Linked DNA regions of Sus scrofa: region 1 is linked to region 2. Evidence: chromatin contacts called from public Hi-C data. All regions are on one chromosome and are shown on one strand. The core of a region is the stretch at or near the end of the contact, and the rest is flanking DNA. Distances in the headings are between cores, read along the strand shown.

The links. Hi-C and Micro-C count contacts between places; a contact is called where the count stands out from the background.
Region 1: a Hi-C map of skeletal muscle shows a contact between it and region 2, with 7 times the contacts expected there. The contact joins the promoter of SMIM17 here to the promoter of ZNF583 in region 2. A contact is called at or near these places in 3 of 47 Hi-C or Micro-C datasets (heart right ventricle, mesenteric adipose tissue and skeletal muscle).

The regions. Positions count from the first base shown.
Region 1 is chr6:60,842,927-60,846,196 of Sscrofa11.1, forward strand. It overlaps SMIM17 (small integral membrane protein 17), which reads right to left and starts at 1,561. Exons shown (of 5, transcript XM_021095126.1): 1 at 7-1,561.
Region 2 is chr6:60,719,850-60,722,947 of Sscrofa11.1, forward strand. It overlaps ZNF583 (zinc finger protein 583), which reads right to left and starts at 1,446. Exons shown (of 4, transcript XM_021095099.1): 1 at 1,351-1,446. It overlaps ZNF582 (zinc finger protein 582), which reads left to right and starts at 1,196. Exons shown (of 5, transcript XM_021095108.1): 1 at 1,196-1,718.

The DNA.
Region 1 (3,270 bases), core at 311-2,810, 120 kb after region 2:
CATTACCTTTGGCCGTGCTCGGAAGTCAGTGGTGATGGCTCCACAGGACACAGGGCTTTGACTGGCTCACTGCTGGATTCCCAGCCCCTAGAACAGTGTCTGGAAAGAGGAGGTGCTCAGAGAGTCGCTGAATGAATGAATCTCTGTGCACCCCAAGCCTCTTGTCTGCTGAGATTCTGCTGAGCAGAGGATGCAGGAATCCCACATCCACACCCCTTCAGCACTAACGGCAAAGGAACAAAGGAAAAAAAGAAAAACAACTCAGGCTTCTTCTTGACCTACTTCTCTCCTCCCCCTCTCTGCACACATTTCTGCTGTAACCAACCTCCCTTTGCTGCATTCAGCAGTGAAAAAGCCTGACTTCACACCTGCCTCTCTCTGTAAAGCAGGTGACACCCTACAAATAAACACTCACATGCCCTGTAGGCAGCTCTTGAAAGAAACCTGGGCAAAGGGACAATGCGCCCTATGAATTTGCATGCATTGGGGAATATTTATTGGATAAATGAGTATCTATGATGAAGAAAACGGGAACCCTACAGAGCGTCCTATGGTGGTGGTGCTGGTGGAGGTGAGTGGATGGGAAGATGGATGGATTTAAGTTCCTCCTAATATTTCTCCCTGGTCTTGGGAGACCAGTAAACCCCAGGGTAACTTGTCCTGATGACAGCCACGGTGTATGGTTGCACTTGAACCTCACGACGACCTTAGGAAGTGATAATAAAATTACGATAAGAATAATTATGACACCACATGGAATCCTCTACGTGGCAGGAACTGTTCTGTTTCACTGTATTACTTCATTTGTGTCTTCATTACCACACTATACAGTAGATACTATCTTGATCCCCATTATACAGAGGAGGAAACGGAGGTGCAGAGAAATCAAGTTGCTTTCCAACAAGGTTCCTTAACAGGGAACAAATGACAAAGCCAGAACCTGAATGCAGCAGTCTACCTGGGAAGCTATCACCTGATGCTGCCCTTTGCCCCTCAGAGGTCAGAGCTAGTCACCGAACCACATCCAGCTGCAAGAAAGACTGGGAAATGCAGCGAAAATTTAGGGGTTCTGGCAGTGGGAGAGGTAGACAAGTTTGGGGAACAATGAGCAATCTCTATGCCTCCCAACCTTGGCTTTCTTTCATGAGTTAAGATTCAAAAACTTAGCAGCGCCCAGCTGTTGTTCACCATGGGTGAGGCAGTAATTAAGACAGGTGCTCTTACACATTGGTGATGGTGGCGGGGGGAGGGGGGCAGGTGCCGGCTGGAAAATCATTCTGGGAAGGTGTAGGTAGAATTAGCTATGGCTAACCAATGCCATCTCAGTATAGAGAGTGTCTTCAACTCCCCGCTGGTATTGGCGAGCTGCTTGGTGCTGTGGGGAAAAATACACGTTGGAACTGGTGTTGGAATCTGAGAGTCTAACCTCCAAAGTCCTTCAGCATCGCTTCTGCCGTATTATATCAGTCAAAACAACCCCCAAAGACGACCGCAGGGAACGGGAAAATAGAGGCCAGCTCCTGAGAGAAGAAGCTGAAAAAAATCATGGTCATTTTTAATTTACTATCTTTAAAATTTATTTTATTTTTTGCCTATTTTTAGGGACACATCCCTGGCATATAGAGGTTCCCAGGCTAGTGGCTGAATCGGTGCTGTAGCTGCTGGCCTGCATCACAGCCACAGCAACACCAGATCTGAGCTTCGTCTGTGACCTACACCACAGCTCACCACAACACCCGATCCTTAGCCCACTGAGGGAGGCCAAGGATTGAACCTGACGCCTAGTAGATACTAGTCAGATTCATTTATTCTGAGCCACAACAGGAACTCCAAAGGTCATTTTTAATATCAAAAATGAGAAAATTTTTAAAGGAGAAAGGAAATGAGGGAAAGAGGAGCAAAAAAAAAAAAAACCCTCAAACAAACAAACAAAACAGCTTATGGGTAGAGATAGTGTGAGGGCCCCTGTCCTAAGACCAGAGGTTCCCCGGGATGGTGGCCACCGCTTCAGGGCAGATGGATTCTGCTCTGCCTGCTCCATTTCTTTTTTTCTTTTTTTGCCTTTTTTTATTTTTGCCTTTTCTAGGGCCACTCCCACGGCATATGGAGCTTCCCAGGCTCGGGGTCTAATTGGAGCTGTAGCCACTGGCCCACACCACAGCCACAGCCAAGCCAGATCTGAGTCACGTCTGCAACCTACACCACAGCAACACCGGAACCTTAACCCACTGAGCAAGGGCAGGGATCGAACCCGCAACCTCATGGTTCCTAGTCGGGTCCTTAACCACTGCGCCACGACGGGAACTCCTGCCTACTCCGTTTCTGGGAGCTTCAGGATCTTCTAGCTCAGACCCAAATCAAGACAAAAACACAACCTTACCGACCGTGTCCTATGGCCTTCTGCAAATTCACTCTATCTAAGCCTCTTCTGCAGTTAAATGACAGGATACGTGTACCAAGTTTCTCTGGCGGGGGGGGGGGCTGGTACGTAGTACACTCGGGTGATAGGAGTATTAAGACTTGTTATACCCAGTGAGAGGGTACAACTCAGAGCTACATGGTGAGGATTCAAAGAGTTAATCCACCTCGGATCACACCGTTATAAAATATAAGAGAAACTTAGTATATATAACGAAAACAGTGAAGGCTTTAGAGCTGCACCATCCAACTCGGGGGCCAGCAGCTGTTACTACGAAAATTTTAATTTATCAAATTAAGTACAGCTAAAAAGTCAGTTCCATGGCCACACCAGCCCCATGGCAAGGGCTCGACAGCCCGCGCACACCCAGTGGCCACCTATTGGACCTCGCGGGTCAGAACCGGTTGCACAGCGCTGCTCGGAGGGCCCCAGGTCCTGCTGAAAGGATTCGAGGCCAATTAACTCAGGTGAACCACACAACCACCCTGTACACAGGGGAGCTTTCCTGACTGCAGCCTTTTGGCGGAGGAAACCGAGGCTCCGAACACTGCCTGTCTCCCGAGCAGGTCTACTCCGTTCCTGCTGTTCTTTTACTCTCGTCGAAGCACTTCCCCTGTCCTCCCTTCCACAGCGCCCGCGGTTTCCTCGCACCTCCCTCCTGCCTCCCCCTCCTCTCTCCAGTTTCCCTCGCCTCCGCCACCCGCCGTCTCCCCGACTCCCTCGCTTCCCTCATCCTCCTTTCTCAATCCCCGCCCTCCTGCGCTCCCACCCCCTCGGTCCCCGCCCAACCCACTCAGCGCGCGGAGGCACCTGGGAGCGCGGATGTGGGCGTGGCCTCGCGCGGGGGCGGG
Region 2 (3,098 bases), core at 196-2,695:
CTTTTCCCATAGTAAAACACTGGCTTCCAACAAATCAATATATTTATTTGTTTTCTCAATCCTATGATGCATACAAAATAGTTTCCAAATCACTGCTATTATGAAAAAGAACCTACAAAGTTGAGTTTAGGGATTGCTTGCATTTTTTTTTTTTTGGCTTTTTGTCTTTATACAATAGAAATATAGGCTCCTTATCTGAGATATATAAAGTTGTAAAAACTTTTGTCATTTTTCTTTTGCCTTTGCTTATGGTGTATTTTGCCTTACAAAGTGCTTTAGCTTTGTGTTCCCAAGTGTAGCAGTCTTTTCTTGTATTAAGTTTGGATTTTTAAGTCGTAATTAGAAAGCCTTTCCACACACTCAGGTTATAATGGAATTCACCTCTGTACTTGTCTGCTATTTGTACGGTTTAATTTAGAACTCTGATAAAGTTGGTGATTATACTTTTGTATGATATGAAGCATGAATACACTTTAATTTTTTCCCCAATGGTTATCCAGTTATTCCTCAGGGTTGCTCATTAAGAAGTCCATTTCTGGAGTTTCTGTGGTGGCTCAGCGGTTAAGGAACCCAACCAGTATCCATGAGGACACGTGTTCGATCCCTGGCCTTGCTCAGTGGGTTAGGGCTCCTGTGTTACCATGAGCTGTGGTGTAGGTCGCAGAGGCGGCTTGGAGCCTGCCTTGCTGTGGCTGTGGCGCAGGCCAGAGGCTGTAGCTCCTATTCGACTCCTAGCCTGGGAACTTCCATATGCTTCAGGTGCGGCCCTAAAAAGATACACACAAAAAAGTCCATTTTTATCCCAATGACTTGCTACCCTTATCATACAGTCTGCTTCTCTGTTTAATATTTCCAGGCTTTCTCTCCTAGCTGACAACTCATGGACTAATACCCCAGCTACCATCATAGACTTCTTGGCCGCTCTGGGGGCATGTGGAGTTTCCTGGGACTGGGACTGGGACTGAAACTCCACCGCGGCCGAGACCTATACCGCCCGAGCCGCCGCGCAGAATTCCTTAACCCACTGCACCGGGCAGGGATCGACCCGGCGCCTCCACGGCGACCCCAGCCACGCCGTGGGACTCAACTCGCCTCGCCACAGCGAGGGAACTCTTGTGCAAGATGTTGTAAAATTGGTTACGGAACCAACTCCAGGGCTTTTACCTCCCTCCAGAACATCTGGTAAAATGCCTGCTGCACGGTCCGGACGACTCAACACGTGAGAAGAAACTTCGCACATATACCGCCTCTGCAGCCACACACAGACGTCTGCCCGGCGCTGAACGGTCCCAGCCACACACTCAACCACCGAGTCAGAACACGCACCACCACGGCCGCTCACACACTCACCTGCCGTCGGAGAGACGACCACGCGCGGACAACAAGCGCAACACACAACTTCACGCAGCAGCCTGTGGACACAGCGCACCCCGTCCCATCCCAGACGGTCTCTTTCTCTCACACACAGACACACGCACGGACCCGCCCACCAGAAACATCGCGAGATCTTGCCTTGCGGTTTGGTTACTGCCTTTGGGCCTGGAGACTACGTTTCCCAGAAGCAACTGCGGCGCTGTTCCAATCGGGACGCAGCATCGGCGGTGCTTTGTGCGTCTGCGCCATCTTCCGGCTCCCGACTCCGCTGGTTTCTAGGAGGAAGCGCCCCGAGGCTAGAGTGGGCGCGGCAGCGGGGGCATCTGGATCCAAAGAGGCGGCAGGTGAGGGGCTCCGGAGCTCGCCAGGTGTTGTAGGATCCGCGCGGGAGCGAGCTCCACGACCAGGCAGGTCTCGGGCTTAAGCAGAACCGGAACGTCTTACCCCCACGTAAGTCAGCGGCTTTCCTCGCTCTGGACTACATTTCCCATCGGCCCCCGCAGCGCGCCCTGCTGGCGCCCCCTACCTGCAGTCGAGCTCATAGCCCGGGTGCATGGATCCCTAAGGTGGGTGTGTCTCTTGGAGGGTCCTGAACTCCAGAAAATGCTTGCTTATGGATGTTTTGCATTTATTCTTAACGTAGTTGTTTTTTTTTTTTTTAAATCTTTGACGAAGTGAGTTGCAAGACCCCAGAAGATTTGGAACCACTAGTTTATTCCGCAGCATAGTGAGGTTCCCAGACTAGGGGTTTAATCCGATCTGTAACTGCCGGCCTACAGCCACAGCCACGCCAGATCCCAGCCGCTACTGCGACCTACGCCCCAGCTCAGGGCAACGCCAAATCCTTAACCCAATGAGCAAGGCCAGGGATCAAACCCCCATCCTCAGGATACTAGTCGGGTTGGTTAATCACCGAGCCATGACGGGAACTCCGGAACGGCTAGTTTAGAAGCTGTGACATGTTTGAACATTTTACCGGATCTTGTTCAAAATTTGTTCAACCTTGGGGAAACGGTTGGGTAAATCACAGGCCAGCCCTATAATAGAATATTTACAGCTGATACATATAATGCTTAAAAAAAAAAGTGGTCACGAGGAAAAAGACCTGTTATGTGCTATTAGGAAACATTTATCATTATTTCATTTACACACTACTTAGAATTAAATATTTGTAACACTCCAGGCACTCTAAGTTTTTATGAAATGAGCCTCCGCATCTTAATACTCAATACATCTTAATACTCAATGTTTTCCATTCTGGTTTTGGTTTCGTTGGGGAGGAGGGGCAGTTAGCCTGGGCATGGGTGGGTTTGACGTCTTTTTGTTGTTGCTTTTGTTTTATGGCCGCACTCTTGGCATATGGAAGTTCCTGGGCTAGGGACTGAATCCAAACTAGGGGTGTGACCTGCACAATGGCAACCACAGGATCTTTCAACACTTCAGGATGGGGAGGTGGGGGTGCTGCAGTCAGGTTCTTAGCCCACTGTGCCACAGTGGGAACTCTGGGTTTCACTTCTTTTGCTGCATGTTTTCTTGTACAAAGGGCTCCATTGTGAATATCTTTGTCAGCTGATATTGTCAACCACATCATTTTTGATAGTTGCTTGGCATCCATCATATGGCTGTGTCAAAAATGATTCAACCACTTGCCTACCTGTGAAATGTATTAACTTTTTGGTTCAGTTTTTTAGCAAATATTATGCACATAGCTTTGCTGTCACATT